Regions from separate parts of the Mus musculus genome. Here all the other regions are linked to region 1. Evidence: chromatin contacts called from public HiChIP or PLAC-seq and promoter capture Hi-C data. All regions are on one chromosome and are shown on one strand. Each heading gives the region's core, a stretch centred on a gene start, on an enhancer-like site or on the middle of the called end of the contact. The rest is flanking DNA. Distances are from core to core; before and after follow the strand shown. Region 1 holds the start of Fam83f (family with sequence similarity 83, member F). Region 2 holds the start of 4930483J18Rik (RIKEN cDNA 4930483J18 gene). Region 3 holds the start of Mchr1 (melanin-concentrating hormone receptor 1).

Region 1 (3,919 bases), core at 1,125-3,624:
ATCGGGAATTCAAGGCAAGTCTCCTCTGCTTACAGCGTGTTTGAGGTCCTGAGCTGAGACTCTCTCAAGAGATAAAATAAAATGAAATGAAATGCTGAGCCTGAATTGTACTAGGCACACAGTCAGCACCAAGTAAGTGCTCATTAAGTCAGTTTCCCCTCTAAGCGTACGATTGCCTTTTGTGGCAGTAGTGGTTTGTTTTTTGAAACAGGGCCTTGTCGTGTTGCCCAGGCTGGCTTCTAACTCACCATCCTCCTATCTCAGTTTCTCTGGTGCTGGGTGACAGGTGCATGACATCTGGCTTGTCCGCAGTTACTAAAGCACATTTGCTACACTCGGGCTGTCCTCCTCAGCTGTATTAGCCTTGGCTGTCTCACCCTCCCCTTTACTGCTTCAAGAGCCTCTGTATTCCCTAAGCAGAGGGCCTGGCCTCCAAAGCAAGCAAGCGCTCTCCTAACTAATGGTAGACTGTGCCTATAGTACTTTTAGAGTGGAGTGCTAGCAGCGGGAAACCTTCTGGTTCTCATGAGTGGTGAAGAACATTTGAGGGAACAGGCAGGTTTGCTGTTACTCGACATCCCCAATGCCAGCAGTGACTATTGTCACAAACCCTGCAGTTTACTTTTTTATTAATTTTTTAAAAAAATTGTTATGTGTATGGATGTTTTGTTTGCAGTTATGTCTATGTACCATATGCATAGCAAGTGCCTGAAGAGAACAGAAGAGAGTGTCAGAGATGCTCTGGGACTTGAGCTATTGATGGTTGTGTGCCACCATATAGGCCCACGTCCTTTGGGAAGCATCCAGTGCTCTTAACCATGTCTCCAATCCCTGCAGACAATCTAAACACTCATTTCTCCAGACCATCAACGGGGCTGTGGGGTATAGATCAATGAAAGAGCCCTTTCCTAATTTTCCAAAGCCCTGAGTTTTATCCCAAGCACAGAGGAGGGAGGGAGGGAGGGGGAGAGAGAGAGAGAGAGAGAGAGAAGGAAGGAGTGAGAGAGAGAGAGAGAGAGAGAGAGAGAAGGAAGGAGTGAGAGAGAAGGAGTGAGAGAGAGAGAGAGAAGGAAGGAGTGAGAGAGAGATAGAAGGAAGGAGAGAGAGAGAGGGAGAGAGAGAGAGAGAGAGATGCCTATTGACTCCTTCATACACACCCCTAATAACCCCAATAACCTCTGTTTCTTTATAAGAACAAGCAAAGGAGGCCACATGTTGGGAAAGGACCTCCCTCACCGCAGAGAGCATAGCAGTTCCTTTGCTTAGCCGCTCCTTTCTCGGGAGATATAGAAAAGCATTTATTTCTAGGCCTCAATTTCCTCGTTTGTGAAATGAGGGGGTTGGACTCATTTCTAAAGCTCCTTCCAGCTCCAAGTCGCTGTGCTACAAAATGAGAGAAATGTGAACCTTTGGTTGCTATGATCTGAAAATATTTTGAATGTGGAGAATCAAAATTGTACAGCAGCACACGAACAAAATAATATGTTAATGACTAAGAAGATTGTATTTAATCCAATGGGAAACAGCAGATCCTCTGGTGGTGATGGTGGTGGTGTGCACGCGCGTGTCTGTGCTCAGCTTCCTTCCTTGGGCTCAAACATGTATTTTGAATCGCTAATATAGTAATCAGGCCTCTGGCAGCCTATCAGGCCCAAACACACGCACACACCACTTCAAATTAAAATGAGGGGCAAATCCACTGCCTCCTGCTTACATCTTTGCTATTTGGGTGATTCTTTTAGGAGAAAAAAATTTTGTAGTGACGGTGTTGGTGTTGAATTGACAGCCCCTGGAGGCCTCTGATCTCAGAACTGGGACGCGTGGGCGGGAGAACTAGGGATTTCATTAGCATCTTTGCTTTCCCACACAGACTGCCCCCTACACAGTCCGACGATCTAGCCCAACAGCACACACACTTGGACCCTGAAGGCCGGAGTGGGTCAGGATGCTACTAAATTCCGCAGGCGTCCGGACTAGAACACGTGCTCTGGGCCCTGCCTGCGGGAAGATGAGGCTGTACCCGCGGGGCTGAGTCCCGAGGGTGCTGGAGGCGTAAAGGGGTCAGGTCGCCGACCTTCCCTGCACTGATGGGTCGCAGCTGGGAGGCGGGCGTGACTCAAAGGCCGCACGTGCCTCTGACCACAGCCGGGCTTTCACTTCCACGCCGACACTCTGCACCCCAGCCGGGCTAAGTAGGCCAGAGACGCAGGGCGTCGGCTGAGCCGCCCGTGAGGTCCCCGCAAGCCCTGCAGAGGCGGCGGTCCCTCTCCGCCCGACGGCCGCGCCCGCACCGGGGCCCGCGCCGATTGGCCGACTGGCGATCGCTGGGCGGGCCGAGGCGGACCTCGCGGCCAGGTGAGGCGCCCCGCCCCTCGAGCGCTCCAGGTGCGGCGGTGGGGACAGCAGGGTCCGAGCCTGGGGCCCCGGGACAGGGCTGGGGCGCCATGGCCGAGTCCCAACTGAGCTGCCTGGACGAGGCGCACGTGAACGAGAGGGTGACCGAGGCACATGCAGCTTTCTACTACTGCGAGAGGCGGCGGGCCGCGCTGGAGGCGCTGCTGGGTGGAGGCGAGCAGGCCTACCGCGAACTGGTCAAGAAGGAGCGGCTGCGGGACTTCCTCTCCAGCCAGGAGCGCCAGGCCCTCTGCGCCGCCTGGAGCCCCTACGAGGAGGCAGTCTCCAGCACCCGTGCCAAGGCTAAGGCCAAGGCCAAGGTCCCGGCCCAGCCCACTGAGTCCCTGGCCTACTGGCCAGACCGCTCGGACACCGAAGTGCCCCCACTGGACCTGGGGTGGACAGACACCAACTTCTACCGCGGTGTGAGCCGAGTCACGCTCTTCACCCACCCGCCCAAAGAAGAGAAGGCACCGCACCTGAAGCAGGTGGTCAGGCAGATGATCCAGCAGGCCCAGAAGGTAGGCCTCGGGCCCCAGTCCTGCACCAGAGGGACCCCCCACACACACACACACTCCCCTGCCTGGTCTCACTTGCGGGCCACTCTCACCATCCTCTGGGAAATGGACCCCCGCTGGCGCTCACCTTGTGCAGCTGTGATGAGACCTTTTGAAAGATGGATGTGTAAGTTCGTGGCAAAGCACTGGTTTTTCTTACTACAGTGTCTAGGTGCGCTAGCCTTGTGTTGGTATACCTCTGTCACCATCCATCTTCCTTGGGCAGTGTGACAGTTGTGAGGCCCTGTGCTAAACTAGCCACTCAAAGGGCTTGATCATGAACTATCACCAGGGATTTATTTACAAGGCGTATCCTCGGCCGTTTCCCTATTTGATCTTCACAATCGCATGAAGTTGGTAATAGCCTCCCTTCCCCTCTGGGCCAGATGAGCTTTTCTTAGGAGCCTTTCTCCCCCAAACAACCCGACTTTCCCATTATCATCCTCTCCTGGGCTTGGCACTAGAGCCCAAGCAGGCTCAAATGAATGAGGAACGCTATTTTAAGCTCTAGCAGTGGCTTGGCCCAGTGTTGGGTGCTCCCACAAAGCACTGGACCAAGCTCAGGAAGAGGCTCCTACTTTGCCCATCTGCTCTGCTTGGGTGTTGAGAGATGTTTCCAAGGAGCCTGGTTAGAATACCAGTTGGACAGCTGGCTGTGGGGTAGGTGAAAGACTAATCTTTTCCTCTGTGCCCTTGGGTACTTGGGTAGTTTCCAGATAAAATGTGGGCTATTGCATTAAATTCAAACTTCAAATAGGTCTTTTTGTATCTTTTTATTCCAAATAAGCTGCACGGCGGCTGCATTGATGCTAAAAGTGACTTTTCATTTACCTAAATTCAGATTTAATGGGACAGATATTATTTTACCTTCTAAAGACTGAGAGGTGATAGACATACTTTTATCCCATGCATGTATTGTGTTTGGGGTGTCCTGGCACATATGGATGTCAAAGGACATCTTTGGGGAG
Region 2 (4,128 bases), core at 28-2,527, 520 kb after region 1:
GTATTCGGGCAAGCAGTAAACTGACCACCAGTCTGTCCTTTGGTTCTGTCATCTAACAAAGAGAAATCCTGACAAAGACAAGCTATACTGTACTCACACACCTATCCAGCAGTTCTCAACATCAGGATACTCGTCTTTTCTTGGATCCCTTCCTTGTATGTGTTGAACACCATTCCAAGCGTTTTATTACGAATTCTTTCATTTACTGTCTGCATTCCAATGTAATAGGTATTGTTAGTTCCATTTTCCAGATAAGCAATCTAAACGTAGGTTTGATAATCTAACAGGGAAAGCTCCAGCACTAACCACTCTATAGTATTAGTGTTTTCTTATGGAGCGAGGAGGGCGGAAGTCATCAAAGGTACATAGACAAACAGTCACACACACATACACACACACACACACACACACACACACACACACACACACACACGCGAGACGGACACTTCTTTGGCGGTCAAGTTTCAAATCTGCGGAGCCCTGCAGACCTGGAGGCACCCATGCTGCTATATGGTCGTCAGGTCCAGGTGAACCTCCTTGCCACGAGAAGCCTGCGGATTGCACCTGGATCCTCCAGGTTTGCACAAGGGCCGGGAGAAAGCGCTCGACCGGTCGGTCCCAAGCAGATTACACACACTCGGGGAGCAGCCAGGGCGGGAACCTAGCTGCTCCCTAGCCAGCACAGCCCTGCAAGGCGGTGCACAGGTGCACGGTCGCACTCGACTGTCCTGTCGAGTGACCAGGGCTTTGAGACCCCAGCCCCTTGGGAAAGGGCGGGACTGGAGTGGAGGACTGCGGGAGGCAATCCCGGGCTCGGAGCCTACAGCGGCCGGCCGGTCCAGGGCACACGCGGAAGGGTCGAGGGGAGAAAGGATGCTCGAGCGGGGCGGGGCCGGTGGGGGAGGGGGACCCTGCCCGAACTCTCACTCACCGCCTCGTTCGCCTCCTGGCCCGGGCTCCGCGGCTCGCCCCACTCCGGTGCCAGCCGCTCACGTATCCTCCCGAGCCTCTAGTACCAGTCAGACTGCACCAAGTTAGGGAGAGGTCCGCGCAAGCCGAGGGAGCGTGGCGAGCGGGAACGAGGGGGTGGGGAGGGTGGGACGGTCGTTCTTGCCGCCGGGGACACCGCAGACACGACCGCCGCCGGCTCCACTCAGCCACGGAAGCTGCGGGCCCTCCCACCACTCCGGGTCCCGCCTCCGCACCCTCCCCCCTACCCGCCTGGGAGCGACAGCCGTATCGACCAATCAGAAACCTAGCGCCGTTAGGGCTAGCCCGATTTAGGGGGCGTTCGCCGAAGGAAGAGGAACGAGGGAGGCTAGTACGGCGGCGCGACTTCTGTGACTGACATCATAGCGCAGCCAATCGGTAACTGAGAGATGACTTCATCGCTGAAGGAAGTCTGGAACTGGCGGAGCGGCCGCCAAGAGGTGGGAGGAGGTCGGCGATGAGCCGGGGGGCGGAGTCTGGGTCTTAAAGAAACCGTAACACATCTGATCACCCTGTCAAAGGGTGACCGCGGAGCTAGCTACCTAGGGTTCGGTGCCCAGCCTGGAGGTTTAATGCAAAAATCCTGCAGTCTTCATCTTGGTCCTTCCTCCTGTCTTTGCTCCGCCGGGACTCCCAAGTCGATTATTTCACATTCGCATTTCCCGAAAGGACACAATAAATGCCGCTCTGGCCTGGAGCCCTGAACTCTGTCATGTCCCTGCCCTTCCGTGGCCAAGCGCTTTTTTTCTCTGAGTCGGTTCTCCTCCGGTAAAAGGACTGACACCTACCTGCCTAGACTGTTGAGATTATTTATCAACAGCGGAAGCGCTTGCAGCTGGAGGGAAAGAGTTGAATGAACCCAGATTTTATCCGGGGCCTCACTGCACTAAATGAATCTGGGCGGCTCTTCCAACTTTAAAATTCTAAACTGCTGGTGTGTAGCCTAAAAGTGTGTGTATGTCTGTGTGTGTGTGGGTGTGTGGGTGTATGTGTGGGAGAGAGAGAGAGAGCATAACTGCATAAATCCAACATTTAAAGAGACTTATCTACTAAAGCGGTGAGACTAGTTAAAGCCCACCCGGTCAAGTTGCTAAGAGCCACTATGGAGGCCCCTTTTCTGGAACACCACCCCTTCCCCCCAACAAAGGGGGAGAGCGCTGAAAAGGAGAAATAATTCGGACTTGGTGCCTTAGTGTTTCCGAAACACTTTCCCTTGGGAGATATAAACAACCGTCTATCTCCTCCTTTTAGGCCACCATCCACTGGATAAACTGAAGTATGATTGCCCCAGAGTCCAACGTGGAAAACCAGTGAGTTTATTGGGCTTGCTAAGAAATCATGGCTGGCCCCCAAAGCAGCGAGACCACCAAAAAGTTGCACCCCAGCATGGATGATGATGTCCCCATAGCTGCGTAGATGACATACACAGTTCAGTTAAACTTCCATAATCTACACAACTCTAGCCAAGTCACAAGACCTCAAGCAGCTAGGGCAAAATTGAGGACTTGAGAGATTCCTCTCCCCAATGAGCGGGGGGATGTTGGAGGAGGTAACTGGGATCCAGCAAGGATTCAGAGAAGCCCCCCCTAAGTCCTTCCGTCAATGCAGGAACATCTACAGTCAACAAGCCCAGTCTTGAGGGGCTCTTGCAAGATAGCTGTGCTTTTGCAAGGACAGAGCTGCTGGACACAAGGAAAAAGAAAGAAGGTTCTGGAGAACAGAGTCCCCAGTGTGAGAGCAAGGGTTAACACTGTAGAAGCAGAAACCCTCAGGGGCATCCTGACAGACATGGGAAGCCACAGTGACTGGAAGGAGGTAACGCATGTTACATCTCTGAGTGAGTTACTCTGTATGGCTTCCGTTCTCCCCCGGAAATCTCCCAGACTTCTCAGTGGTGTGTGGCTCTGTTGGGATAGGAGAAGGAGCTGCAACTCTCTCTATCCACTGCAGTAAGCCAGCCCGGCCCTGAGTAATTCCCAGTTATTCATCTGTAAGTCAGCTTCAAGTTCCGTACCATGTGTCTCATCACAGAACCTTGGAGGTAGCCCAGATCCTGTGGCCTCTTAGTCACACCTTCCCTCCCAAGATTAAAAAAAAAAAAAAAGAAAGAAAGAAAAAAAAAAACCACAAAAGCCCTAATAAAATTATATGTTCAATAACTATATATGCTATATAAATAAAAACTTAAAATGAAATAAGATTTTATGTATATAAGTCCTCTAACTTGCTATATGGTCAAGGATGACCTTGAACTCATGACCCTCCTGCTTTCGCGTCCCGGGTCCTGGGCTTCTGAGCACTCATCACCACACCTTGTACAACACGTAACTTCTTGAGGTACGTGTCTCACTGAGGGGTGAGACAGAGGAGATTCGGTAAACCGTAGCCTTGGGGTACCTGCGCTAAGTTGGGAGAAGCTAAGGTAATGCTTGAGAGACTTCCACAGTAGGCTGAGTCCTGACTAACAGATGACACATGCAGAGGCACCCTCAGAGGAGAAAGTCCTCCAGTCTGGAATTACTGGTGTGGTGAAGATTTCTCCAAGATAAGCCCAAGGCAGGGCATACTGGATATTGTCCACAAAGACGCAACCCTGGTGTAAGAGCCAAGGTGCAAAGGAACCACGAGTGTACGCTATTGGTTATTCAAAGAACAGTGTGCTCATTTATGGCCTTCTGCAGGGCACATTCCTCAGACCTGAAAAGCCCACCAGCTCACAAATAAACCTATTCTTCCATGAGCAACTCAAATTTTTTATTGTATACATTTTGTGTATGTATATATACATATGTATATATATTCAAAGTGCTGTATTTTTTAAATTTATAAGATTTAATGTACATGGGTGTTTTGCCTACATGTTTGTCTCTGCACCATGATCGTGCCTGGTGCTCTCAGAGGCCAGAAGAGGGTATCAGAGCTCCTGAAACGAAAATTACAGATGTTGTGAGCCACTACGTCAGTGCTGGAAACTAAGCTTAGGCCCTCTGGATGACCAGCCAGTGCTCTTAACCCCTGAGCCATCTCTCCAGCCCACTGCTGTCTTGCTTACACATGTTCTGTTTCCCTCTCATCTCTGACCTCGCCCCTACCTAGTGCTATTCTTTGGAACTACTCAGGATGGGACGCTGGAGACTT
Region 3 (4,138 bases), core at 884-3,383, 560 kb after region 1:
TGCATTAAGGGGCTGGAGGGATGGCTCAGGGGTTAGGAGCACTGAGTGATCTTCCAGAGGTCCTGAGTTCAATACCCAGTAACCACATGGTAGCTCACAACCATCTGTAATGGGATCCGGTGCCCTCTTGTGGTGTGTCTGGAGATAGAGGCAGTGTACACATTTATATAATAAATCTTTTTTTTAAGCATGTATTAATCAGTGCTGCTCAACCATCAATGCTGTCTATTTCTAGCTCTCTACCTCTGCACACAGAAACTCAGTACACTTTCAACAACAACTCCCCGCTGATCCTTCCCCACTGACCTCGGCTACTTGACAGAGGGTTTTTGTTATCTTGTTTCCTTTTTTTGAGACAGAATTTCTCTGTGTAGCCTTAGCTTTCCTGGAACTCACTCTGTAGAGCAGACTGGCCTTGAACTCAGAGATCCGACTGTTTCTGCCTTCTGAGTGCTGGGATTAAAGACCAGTGCCATCACCGGCTCACTGTCTGGCCTGGCAGTTTTGAGAAAGGAGTCATAAGACTCAGAGAAACTGCAATGCTTGAGGGGAAGTTGACCATGTGAGGCTAAAGAACACACTGGTTAGTCCCCTAGAGAAACCCAGAGAGCATCTGTCTTGGTTTTCTATTGCTCTAAAGACACTACAAACAGCGCTACTTATAAAAGAAAGTGTTTCAGAGGGTTAGAGTCTATAATGGTGGAGCAAAGATGGGGTATCAGGAGCCGATAAATGCTTACATCCTGCAAGCAGGAGCCCAGAGAGCTAACTGGGAACGGAGGGATGGGTTTTTGAAACCCCAAAAGCATCCCTACCTAGTAATATACTTCTCAATTCTTCCCAAACAAGGCTCACTAACTGGGGACCCAATATTCACATGTATGAGCCTGTGCGGGACATTTTCATTCAAACCACCACAGTATTCCCTCCACTAATACCACAAAGGACACCTGGGTCTGGGGGCATCATGGAGTTGGGGGCATCAGAGTCCACCAGAAATACACTAACCATCCCACTGTGCCTATGGTCAAACTACCATCTGGTTCTCTCTCTCTCTCTCTCTCTCTCTCTCTCTCTCTCTCTCTCTCTCTCTGTGGGGGGGGGGGAAGCCCTGAAATTCTCATCCTCCTGCCTCCACCTCCTAAGTGCTGGGATTACTGGCATGCATGTCCAGTTTATGAGTATAGGGGATGAAACCCTGAGTTTCGTGCCTGTGAGACAAATACTCTACCAACTGAGCTCCATCCCCAGCCCCCATACAGCCTTATTTTAAGTTCTTCATGCTGGTGGATCAAGAGGCCTAGAAGAAGAGGTATACTAGGGACAATCAACAACTCGGCCTGAAAAACCAGGCATGTTCATATCCAACATCAGTAAGGAAGAGTATGGCTGGAACTCGGGGTAGCTATAAGGATGTCTCTCTGTGCTTCTGTGCTCGTTGATAAGGGTTAACAGGCAACCATGTTAGCCAAGGACTTAGGCTCTGCATCTGGCCCTGGTGGTGTAGCATTTGATTGTGAATCTCCCGGAGCTGTCAGCAGGAGTCTGCAGAGAGTTCTCTAATGCCTGTGCCCTCTGAGGCTACTGTCCATTCTAATCTCTGAGTGGACTTATTTATTCTCTTATGCTCTGATAATTGTTTCACAGAATCCCAGACAAAACCTCAGAACACTAGAAAATAAAACCCTCTGTGGCTGGCCTCCACTGATCTGTGCAGAGGGAAGTTTGTTCTGTCTGCACACCAGCCCCTGACTATTGGCACCACAGAAAGCCTGGAACCTCCTTTGCACAACTAGCAATTGTCATCTAGCCAAGGAGATGTTTGGAAGTTACCAGGACACAGGAAAGGTTTAGGGTGACCTCCAGAGTGCTTGGGAACCAAGGATGTGTCAGTCCAGGCTTGAGTCCCCAGCATTGAGAACAGTACCCCTGGCTTTTGCCACGTGGTCCAGCTTCTTTAAAGCAAGCATTGCTCCCCCACCCACCCCCTTTGCTTTTGCAAAGACCTGGATGGCCATGCAAGATAAGCGGTAGCCCCTGTGAGCTCAGAATTCAGCCCTGGGAGACAGCGCAAAGGCAGGCTCCTCCGCATGGGATGGCTTGAGCCTAGCTGCTGGCTCTGCAGGCAGTCAGGAGTAGGAGCCGCAGCCGGGACCGAAGAGGTTAACATGCATCTGCCTCCGAATGTTAATGTGTCTAGGTGATGTCAGTGGGAGCTGGGAAGGAGGGAGTGGGGCGAGCAGTTGGGCTCAGAGGCAGCAGAGGCTGCCAGGCGGTAGAGGAAGACCCTTTTCTGGACTGCGGGGCTCAAGCTCCGGACAAGGCGGTGGAGGGCGCTGGAGGCTGCCGCAGCCTGCGTGGGTGGACGGGCGCTCCACTCCAGGGAGCAGGCGACCTGCACCGGCTGCATGGATCTGCAAGCCTCGTTGCTGTCCACTGGCCCCAATGCCAGCAACATCTCCGATGGCCAGGATAATTTCACATTGGCGGGTGAGTCGAGTTGGAGTCCTCCCTCCTCCGGGATGGGTGTGGAAAATGGGAAGGTTTCACCTCCCAAGCCAAACTGCCTGGGAAACTTTATCTTACAGTTCTTGGTGATAAGATCTGCAGTCGGCTTTGCCTGAAGAGGAAGAGGAGAGGAGGGGACACCAGCTAGGACAGAAGGGGCAGGGAGGAATAGAGATGGGGCAGAGGCACATTTAGAAACAACAAGGGTTGGTGACAAGACGTGAGGCAGGCTTGAGGGGAAAGCTTGCTGATGAGTCCCAAATATGCTTTGCAGGGGGGGGGGGGGGGGAATCAAGGCTGGAGAAGCAAGCAAGCAAGACAGCAAGACAGCGGGCGGGTAGTATGTGGGAGCCAGCAGAAGCGCTTTGATTCACCGCTATCCTGGGCTCAATCCTCTGGCCTCGCACTGGGGAAATGGGGTCTGAGTGGTCCTTGCTGTCTTCTGGCAAAGGCTGCTGGGAGCAAAAGACTTCACAGGGCGTGAGAGGATTAACTTTTCTGGTGAATTAAGCTTCTTGACATTTGCAGAACGTCAATGCCTTAAAATTCTAGCTCTGAAGGAGAAGGGAATGAAGGGGAAAGAGGGAAGGTTGGTGTGGAGAAATTCCCAAGCTTCTGGGGTGTAACACAGCTCCAGTCCCTACCCTATTGGGAAAGCCCAGACTCAGGAGACATGGTCCAAGGAAATCCCTGACAGAAAACCGGGAGAGGGCAGGGCTGTGGAGCCTGAAACACACCCCACACCCATGGTGACAGTCACTTCTCACATATGCCTAGGAACCTATCTGAAACCTTTGGCCATCTCTCTCTGAAAAGATGAGGCTGCAAATACACACACACACACACACACACACACACACACACACACACACACACACACACACACACACACAAATGTCCTTCAAGCCTTTTTGACAAGGTTTTCTGGTGGATCCCGGGGATATGAAGTTGTTCTCAGCAGATATCTGGGAGTCTTGACTCCTGGCCCTCTGAGTAAATGGATGAAGCGAAGAAGAATGGGGTCCTCTGAGTAACAGGTGGATCTAGAAAATCCTATAGGAGTCACCAGGGCACGGTGGAGGAGGGTAAGGTACAGAACTAACAATAGCCCGAGAAGGGGAAACAGCAGGAGATGATTCCAGAGACGTAGTGACCCCAAGCTGCAAGGGAAAGCATGAGGGGCCAGCAGGAAGGCCGACATGGCAGGTTGTCAGCTTCTAGATCGGAAGGCGGGTCACACTTGCTCTTTCTATCCTCAGGGCCACCTCCTCGCACAAGGAGTGTCTCCTACATCAACATCATCATGCCTTCAGTGTTTGGTACCATCTGTCTCCTGGGCATTGTGGGAAACTCCACAGTCATTTTTGCCGTGGTGAAGAAATCCAAGCTGCACTGGTGCAGCAACGTCCCTGACATCTTCATCATCAACCTCTCTGTGGTGGATCTGCTTTTCCTGCTGGGCATGCCTTTCATGATCCACCAGCTCATGGGTAATGGTGTCTGGCACTTTGGGGAAACCATGTGCACCCTCATCACAGCCATGGACGCCAACAGTCAGTTCACCAGCACCTACATCCTGACTGCTATGGCCATTGACCGCTACTTGGCCACCGTCCATCCCATCTCCTCC

Evidence for each region. HiChIP or PLAC-seq counts read pairs in DNA pulled down with a chosen protein or histone mark. Capture Hi-C pulls out chosen DNA fragments and counts their contacts.
Region 2: a contact with region 1 is called in a FOXA1 HiChIP or PLAC-seq map of pancreatic cancer cells. The contact joins the promoter of 4930483J18Rik here to the promoter of Fam83f in region 1. A contact is called at or near these places in 4 of 39 promoter capture datasets (the 3T3-L1 cell line, 3T3-L1-derived adipocytes, embryonic stem cells and 1 more) and 1 of 115 datasets of contacts at active chromatin or transcription factors (pancreatic cancer cells).
Region 3: a promoter capture Hi-C map of liver shows a contact between it and region 1, with 2.1 times the contacts expected there. The contact joins the promoter of Mchr1 here to the promoter of Fam83f in region 1. A contact is called at or near these places in 5 of 39 promoter capture datasets (embryonic stem cells, liver, neutrophils and 1 more), 1 of 115 datasets of contacts at active chromatin or transcription factors (hepatocytes) and 2 of 9 other capture datasets (embryonic stem cells and liver).

What each region holds. Positions count from the first base shown.
Region 1 is chr15:80,669,473-80,673,391 of GRCm38.p6, forward strand. It overlaps Fam83f (family with sequence similarity 83, member F), which reads left to right and starts at 2,375. Exons shown (of 5, transcript NM_145986.2): 1 at 2,375-2,915. The coding sequence starts at 2,445.
Region 2 is chr15:81,189,576-81,193,703 of GRCm38.p6, forward strand. 4930483J18Rik (RIKEN cDNA 4930483J18 gene) reads left to right here and starts at 1,278. Exons shown (of 2, transcript NR_015603.1): 1 at 1,278-1,430; 2 at 2,242-3,182. It overlaps Mrtfa (myocardin related transcription factor A), which reads right to left and starts at 1,161. Exons shown (of 14, transcript NM_001082536.2): 1 at 932-1,161.
Region 3 is chr15:81,233,366-81,237,503 of GRCm38.p6, forward strand. Mchr1 (melanin-concentrating hormone receptor 1) reads left to right here and starts at 2,134. Exons shown (of 2, transcript NM_145132.2): 1 at 2,134-2,490; 2 at 3,768-4,138. The coding sequence starts at 2,409.